Regions from separate parts of the Mus musculus genome. Here region 2 is linked to region 1. The links are chromatin contacts, called in public HiChIP or PLAC-seq maps. All regions are on one chromosome and are shown on one strand. Each heading gives the region's core, a stretch centred on a gene start, on an enhancer-like site or on the middle of the called end of the contact. The rest is flanking DNA. Distances are from core to core; before and after follow the strand shown. Region 1 overlaps Secisbp2 (SECIS binding protein 2). Region 2 has its middle 21 kb from the start of Sema4d.

The links. HiChIP or PLAC-seq counts read pairs in DNA pulled down with a chosen protein or histone mark.
Region 2: a contact with region 1 is called in an H3K27ac HiChIP or PLAC-seq map of T-cell acute lymphoblastic leukemia, with 3 times the contacts expected there. The contact joins two enhancer-like sites. A contact is called at or near these places in 42 of 484 Hi-C or Micro-C datasets (B cells, CD4 T cells, CD8 T cells and 24 more), 10 of 115 datasets of contacts at active chromatin or transcription factors (CD8 T cells, the HPC-7 cell line, T-cell acute lymphoblastic leukemia and 4 more) and 3 of 9 other capture datasets (embryonic stem cells, liver and pancreatic islet).

The regions. Positions count from the first base shown.
Region 1 is chr13:51,673,793-51,677,762 of GRCm38.p6, reverse strand. Secisbp2 (SECIS binding protein 2) reads right to left here. Exons shown (of 17, transcript NM_029279.2): 10 at 3,734-3,875; 11 at 1,310-1,476; 12 at 484-622. Among named protein-coding and RNA genes, the nearest start is that of Secisbp2, 24 kb to the right of the region's middle. Within about 2 kb of position 2,077, at least 26 of the 459 cell types and tissues checked have an H3K27ac peak or open chromatin away from gene starts, as enhancers often do. A contact at or near this core is called in CD8 T cells, T-cell acute lymphoblastic leukemia, Th2 cells and 1 more, where this site is marked.
Region 2 is chr13:51,812,437-51,816,406 of GRCm38.p6, reverse strand. No RefSeq gene overlaps it. Among named protein-coding and RNA genes, the nearest start is that of Sema4d, 21 kb to the right of the region's middle. Within about 2 kb of position 2,331, at least 75 of the 459 cell types and tissues checked have an H3K27ac peak or open chromatin away from gene starts, as enhancers often do. A contact at or near this core is called in CD8 T cells, T-cell acute lymphoblastic leukemia, Th2 cells and 1 more, where this site is marked.

The DNA of each region.
Region 1 (3,970 bases), core at 828-3,327:
GGCACTTCGACAAGGCCACAGTCCTATGGTTGGTACCATGCTGGGGCAGTCCCCCTGCGGGAGGGTCACTGAGCTGTTTGCTCATGCTGAAGTCCTTCAGCTACATACATTTGCACTATGCACATTCTCTGAACACGCAACTCCATAGAAAGTCTTCTGAAAAACCCGTACACATTAATTTTCATGACACACTTGGTAAATAGCCTTATGGTTGGAAATCCCACCATCCACCCCAACACCAAACCTCGGGAAGGGGCTCGCTCCTGTGTCCTATAAGGCTAGACTGTGGAAACCACATCCTCCAGGCGCCATGCTGACTTGCATTTTACCACAAGGTCCATGTGGGGTTGGCGGAGTTCCCACAGTTTCTACCACAGCTCACCATTCTCACAGTAGTTCTCACCTGAAAGATTATTTCAGGCGCGTGCAAGCGTGCGCGCACGCACACACATACACATACACACTCACTCAGAGGACTGGTACCTGTGGGGTTGTCCTGACTGGGGGTTTGGTTACTGGCGCCACTCTCCACATCCTGTGAGTCATCACTGGCCACCGTCAGGCTCACAGCACTTTCTTGGAGTCGCTGCTGCATCCTCTCTTGCCGTTCTTTCAAAATTATCTAAAAAAAACCAAACGGAACCAAAACATCAAACCAGAACAGAACAAAACAAAACAAATACCCTACATACTTGCACCTAAAAGATAAGCTCTTCTGCCTGAGAAATGCCTAAGTTCAGTCATGCCTCTGGGTGGCTTGCTCCACACCACATATAACATGAGCATCACACAGTTCTCTCTGGAAACACAAGACTCAGAGGCCAAATGTGTGGAACAAGAGTCACTCACCACAGACATTTAAACAAACACAGAGCACACACCCACACCATAGGGCCAACTGGTGAACAGGAGGTATGCAGAGAAACTTTCAGTCACTGGCAGAGTGCCAGGAAGCAGCATCGTATGTGAAGGTTAATGCAAGTGCCCCACGCTGGGTGTGTGTCTGTCCTGCCCCCAGGAACAGGAAGGCTCTGTCTTGGCCTCACGCCCACTGTCTTGGTATGAGGAGAAGGACCATTCACCAGGAACCCCTGACAATTGGTGCAGCGTTGGTCTGCAATGTGATCCTTAACAGTCAAAGGTGTGGGCTTGGGCTCTAGCTCAGTGGTGGAATGCTTCCTACATAAGAAATGCCCTTCGCTTCGTTCCCCAGAACAACTGAAAAGACTGAAGGGCTGAGAGTGGCAGGCAAATAGGCAGAGTGCATCAGTCTTCCAGTGTCTTGCTTCCATGGAAAATGTCCACATACCTTCTTCAGTGAGGTGGGCTTCTTGGCCTTAGGTATCTCCCTCTGCTTCCCCTTCTTCATCAGGGGGGCACTGGAGTCCAGGGGGTTGTGTGGGGTCTTCATCTGACTGGAGCGGCGTCCCCTCTCACTGGAGGAGGCATCCTTGGACAGGACTGGCACTGCTCCAACTGCAACACAGGGGGTGCCACTCGGTCCCTCAGCTCAGGCCGAGGGTCTGGAGGGGTCTCCCATGCACTCTCTGATCCACAACCTTACTGACCTTTGTCAAACCACCTTCTCATAGGCATGGATTCCAAATGGTATTTAATCTCTGCTTGCAAATACTTTGGGAAGGTCTGTCCTCTGGCCACAGTCAAACAGACTGTGTCGTCGTACAGCCTAAAACTTCAAGGACCACACTGCTTGATTTGGGCTATTTTGAGGTGGTTGGTCTTGTGTTTACTACCAGTGGCTCCTGGGAACTGTTTATCACGACACACTCAGTTGGTACTGCCTCTGCACAAGTTGATTACTGCTTTCTTAGTAATATTGTTTGTCTACTTATATTACATGGCTCTTACAAAATTCAAGTCCTGCTTCTAGTTGATTCTTGAGTTTTTCTGGACAAAATCATTCTCTGAATCCCGCTATGGGCAGTTGATTCCTCCAATTAGTAACTGTAGTAAGTACTGAACACCGGAGTTGAACTTTCCCACTCTACCCCACTTCCTACCACAGCGCTGTTTCACGGCAATCGCTGGTCCCTCTGTGCTCTACCCCTTCATGTTTAAAGCCTTTGAACACGGCTCTCTCATAGGTTGAACATTCTTCTCCTCACCATTCTCTTTTCCTGCCCCTCCCTGCTCCTGTCAGTTCCCTTGATTACCACAGATGATTATATGATTTCTAAAATACCAAAGAAAAAGGAATGATAACCAACAAACCCCGCATGTGCCCACTACCTTGTTCCAAGAACTCTTAGAATTTGTCTAAGCATGTCTTGGCCACTCCCTTATGGAGTGTCATGTTAAAATAACTAGTGTTTTGTCCGTCCGACCTCACTCATGCAATCCCTGAGTCACTTACACAACTTGTCCACAGGCGACACTACTTCTAGGCTGCTCCTCATTCTACAACACAGCAGCTTGCATCTACAGAGCCTTACTCTCATACACTGTTAGGAGCAGACATGTGGCTAGACCTGCTTGCTTGTCTGGCACCTAATGGCACCACTGAATCCATCCCCTCATCTGGACCTCTAAATTGTACAGTTGAAAAAGTTGAACTTATATAAACTTCACAGCAACAAACCAAAGGGGCCGGAAGCTTAGTACATCATTTGAATGCTTGCTCTGTAGTCACGAGGATCCTAGCACCCGTGTACCAAGCCAGGCACCGTGTGCACACCTGTAATCACAGCTCTACGGGATCAGAGAGGAGATGACTGAGGCTTGGCCATTTCTAGTCTAGCTGAGAAGGAAAGAGCCCCAGGTTCTGGGAGAAACCCTGATTCAAAAGGAGTGCACAGGACAGAGTGATGGAGACTATCCAACCTCCTCTTCTGGCCGCCATGAGTACACGTGTGATCTACTTGCACATCCACAGAGCTGGCACAGGAGAGTCCATTTGCACTGACTATACCCTGTCCAGAGTGGTGTCTGCGGTCGTTTGAATGAGAAAGGCTCCTACAGACTTACATATTTGAATGTTTGGTCCCAGCTAAAGAAAGTTGTTTAGGAAGGATTAGGTGGTGTGGCCTTTCTGAAGAACATGTCACTGGGGTGGGCCCGAGGTTTCAAAAGCCCGCGGCAGATCCAGTGTCGCTCTTTCTGCCTACTGCCCGTGGAACAGGACATAAAGCTCCCAGCCACTGCTCCACACCATGCTATGTCTGTCTCTCCCCCATCCACCCACACAAGGGAGATCCACGCAGGCAGAATACAGCGAGACCCTGAGAAAATAGCACCTTGCATGGAGATTTTCTGTCCTGGAATCTCGACATCATACAAGGGTTAACTGGGCCGGCAAATGGTCAGCCAGTAGGAGCACTTGCCCTTCAGCCTGACAAGATGAGCTCCGCCCTAGACCCCACAGTAGGATAACTGGGGACACCTTTTAGCTTTAAATAAGATGGTTCTTGATTCTTTTTGTTTGGGTTTTCCAAGATAGGGTTTCTCCATATAGCCCTGGCCATTCTGGAACTCGGTTATTAATCCTTATAGATCATATTTAAATATATTTGAGACAAGACTCTCAGCATGTTGTCCTGGCTGGCTGAGACTCCCTCCCGACTCATCTGCGTTTGTTTCCGTCTGTGGGGCGAGTAGCCTCTGCTCTTCTGCACCATGTCACCCAGCAGAAGAGACTGTTCTGTTCTAATGGACCTGGGACAGAGTGGCCTCTGGGGAGCAGTTCTGAGCCCTTGCTGAGGTGACAGGTGCCCACCTGAGAACACGACGGGTCTGGAGGATGGCTTGGCGTGCGAGGCGTGCTGCTGCTGCTGCTGCTTCTCCAGCGCGGCCAGCATGCCCCCCAGGTCCAGCTGCACTGGGACCTGGCTCTTCTTCCCACTTGTTTTAAATTCATTCTACAAAGCACAGATTTACAAGTTTACTCCTAATACTGTATTTTTTACACCAAGATTTACATTTTCAAAAAATAAAAAGATAAAATGAACACATT
Region 2 (3,970 bases), core at 1,082-3,581, 140 kb before region 1:
GCTGAGGGCCTCCTTCCCATCCCATGAGAACAGGAAGCACTGTTGTGTCTGGGTCTCCCACTGAAGCCGGATGGAGCTCATGAGTGACTCATTATTTTCTGTACGTTTATTTATATTCTAACTGATAAACACAATACTTTAAAGTCAGAAGACCTTCGCCTCGGGAGGATGAGGCAAGGCAAGGAAATAAAGTGCTGGAAGTTATTAAAGGACAGAGAAGAAAGCAAAGCAAAACCAGCTGGGAACAGAAAATAAGGAAGTTGAGGAGAGTAAGCAGGTACCTTGTAGTCTCAGCTACCGGAGAGGCTGAGGCAGGGGGAGCTCTTGAGCCAGGGTGTTTAAGACTAGACTAGGTGTGATGATTTGACTAGGTTTGGCCCAGGGAGTGGCACTATTTGGAGGTGTGACCCTGTTGGAGTGGGTGTGGCCTTGGAGTGGGTATGTCACGGTGGGCGTGGCCTTTAAGACCCTCATCCTAGCTGCCTGGAAGCCAGTATTCTGCTAGCAGCCTTCAGATGAAGATGTAGAACTCTCAACTCCTCTTGTACCAAGCCTTCCTAGATGCTACCATGTTCCTGCCTTGATGATAATGGACTGAACCTCTGAACCTGTAATCCAGCCCCAATTAAATGGTGTCCTTATAAGAGTTGCCTTGGGATGGGCAGTGGTGGCACACACTTTGGGAGGCAGAGGCAGGTGGATTTCTGAGTTCGAGGCCAGCCTGGTCTACAGAATGAGTTCCAGGACAGCCAGAGCTATACAGAGAAACCCTGTCTCAAAAAAAAAAAAAAAAAAGAGTTGCCTTGGTCATGGTGTTTGTTCACAGCAGTAAAACCCTAACTAAGACACTAGGGCAACAAAGTAAGACTCCGAGAGGCGGGGTGGGGGTGGGGGGTGGAGCAGGGGGTTGGGGGGCGCTTGGCAGTTAAGGCATTTGTTGCTCTTCCAGAGGACCCAAAGTTGGTTCCCAGCATCTATATGGGATGGTTCACAATCTCCTGTAATGAAAACTCCAGGGAATGCAAAGCTGTTCTGGCTGCTGCAGGCGTATGCACACACACATGCAAACATACATGCATACACACACACACACACACGTAAAATTTAAAATATTTCCTTTTCAAAAGAAATAAATGAGAGAGGCTGAGGAGATGGCTCAGTTGTTAACGTGCCTGCTGCTCAAGTATGAATATCAAGGTTTAGACACCCCCACCCCCCAGAACTCTCATAAATGTCGAGTGGACATGGTGGCCCACCTGAAATTCTGACCCCAGAACGAGGAGACAGGAGACCCCAGAATAAGCTGGCTAGTAAGACTAGCCGTATCAGTGAACACTGGGCTTGATTGAGAAACCTGTCTCAAAGAATAAGATGAATGACTGATGGGAGGTGACTGCTGACATCCCCTTGGTCCTCCGTACGTGCACATACTGAGAGAACCTAAGGGGGAAATCCAGATTCAGTTGGCTTAGAGAGGGCGCGCTTTACAGGTAGATCCAGAGCGATAAAGTATAGATGGGTGCTGTTGGAAAGCCCCAGTCAAGTCATTTCCAAGGCTGACTCCATCCTCTGGGGCAATGTCTCAGTTTCTTCTTCACAGGCTGTGGAGATTTCTCATTAAGCCCAGGCTGCCTTTCACAGATGATGTATTACAAGCCCTGATAACATCAGCTCTGTCTCTCACATAGCGACCTGCCACACAGCAGCATTTTCCCCCATTTACTGGGGAAAAAATAGACTCCAGGTGTGACTGTCTCCACTCCACAGCAGGGGCTGTTGTGGCCAAGAGACCCTCTCCACTCCCATCGTGACATCAGTCAGTCTGTCATCCCCATAACAAAACACCTGAGAAATAAAGGTGCATTTGTGTGCACATCTTTGGATATTCTGTTCCAGGATCAATAGACACCACTGCTTAGGCCTGAGGTAGGCATCGGGTCACATGATAGACACGCAATATACAGAAAAGCTGCTCACCTCAAGGCCTGGAAGCAATGAGGAAGTGAGAGACGGGGCACCTCAATCCCTTTTGAGGGTATATATACCCCCAGTGGGCCTGGAGACTTCCCACTTGGCTCTCCTCTTAAAGGTTCTACCATGGGGAAATTTCTACTACCCTGTCAAACATGCCTTTAACCCATGAGCCTTCAACACATGGGAAGACACTTGTGCAAATAACAGCAATAGCTTTCTCAAATCCACCCTCTGAGGACCCTGCCACAAGCACATCAATTGGAAAGAAGCCAGGCTGGGGCATGCCCTGCCTCAGACCGCATCCTGTCATTACTGTTTTGACAGTTGTCATGGCAACTGGGAGATTAACGTATATTTCCACCTTCTGAGCAGCAGCAAAGCTTCCTGCCAACTTGTCAGGCTGGGTAGTTGGGGGACAGACTCCAGGATGCTGATGACACAGAGTCTGTAGCCTTAAGAGAAATGGGGCTACCTCCAACTCTGGAGAAAGGGCAAGGTTGTCTTGCCCTGTGGGGTTCCTGAGGATGAAGGTCAGATGAAATCCACTAGGAAATGAACGAGGAACAGTGCTCAGGACACACATGGATGGCCCTGGGCGAGTGTCCATGCTGGGAATACTAGGCGTGATGCAGTAATTAGCCCAACCACAGTGTGACTCTACTCCACCCACATGCATGTGATGAGAGACAGAGTCACCTCCTGGGGGTAATAAAGCTACTCTGGTCTGACCAGACCACTGCCTAAGTGGTCCTCTTAGGGGGAAAAACTATAGTCCAGAGATGAACTAGGCTAAGCTTGGCTCTGTGCAGTCGGCCTTTGTATCCCTGGTGGGAAGAGGGGGTTCTTTCTGTACATACTAAAGCTCTTTATATAAAACAGCATGAAGTTTACATAGAGCTTACGCAGCCCCTCCTGTGTACTTTAAATCATCTCTCAGCTACTTCCAACACCAATGAACATTGCTATGTGCATAGGTCTCTGACTTCATTATTTAGGGAACCATGGAAGACTTGGCACATGCTCAGTGTAGACACCTAGGTGTAGTGCAGACTGAACATGCAGAACAAGATCTTCAGGGGTTGAATCTGGAAATTACAGTCTGTGTATACAGAGGGCCACCCATCCATCTATGGCAGCCTTTCTCAGCCTGGCAGTCGACGCAGCCTGGACTCCTGGAGGGCTCCCAGTCACCGTCTGAGATGGCCCAGGGTCTCTCAGAACTATTCTTTATCATGAGACCTCCTGGCCCAATCCTGTCCTCTGCAGAAGAAAGTTGTTAAGAATCATCTGCCACAGGGAATTATTTTCTCTTTTGTTGTTGCTCTTTTGGCTTTCTGAGACAGCTGCTTACTCTGTAGCTTTGGCTGGCTCAGAGCTCATGGTGTAGATTAGGCTAGCCTGAAAATTGAGGCCGTCCTGTTTTGGCCTCCCAAGTGTTGGGATGCAGGCGTACATCACTGTGCCAGACCTACAGGAAGTTTTGTCTTATTGGTTTAATTTTTCTTCCATGTGCATATATGTCTTAGTTAGCATCCACTGTCACTTGGACACATCTAAGAAAGATGTCTTCGTTGAGGGATCGATCAGATCAGATAGGCCTGTGGGCACAACCGGGGGATGAGGGCAGGGATTGTCTTGATTGTTTATTGATGCAGGAGGATCCAGCATACTGTGTGTGGTGTCATCCTTTATATGCATGGTCCTGAATTAACAAGAAAGCCAAACGAGTGTAAGCCAGCAAAAGCGCCAGCGAGTAAGAGGCTCTCCATAGCTCTGCTGTACTTCTTAGGTGTGATGTGAGTCGGTGAGAGGCGATGCTGGGAGGACCACAGAGCAAACCTACCTTCAAGTTCCTGCTTGAGTTCTTTCAGTGATAGGCTGTGGCCCGGACCTCTAAACCAATCAAAACCTTTCCTCTCCAACGATGCATTTGGGCAGAGTGTTTTAGCCCAACAACAGAAAGAAAACGAGAATATTCATATTGAATGTGGAGCAT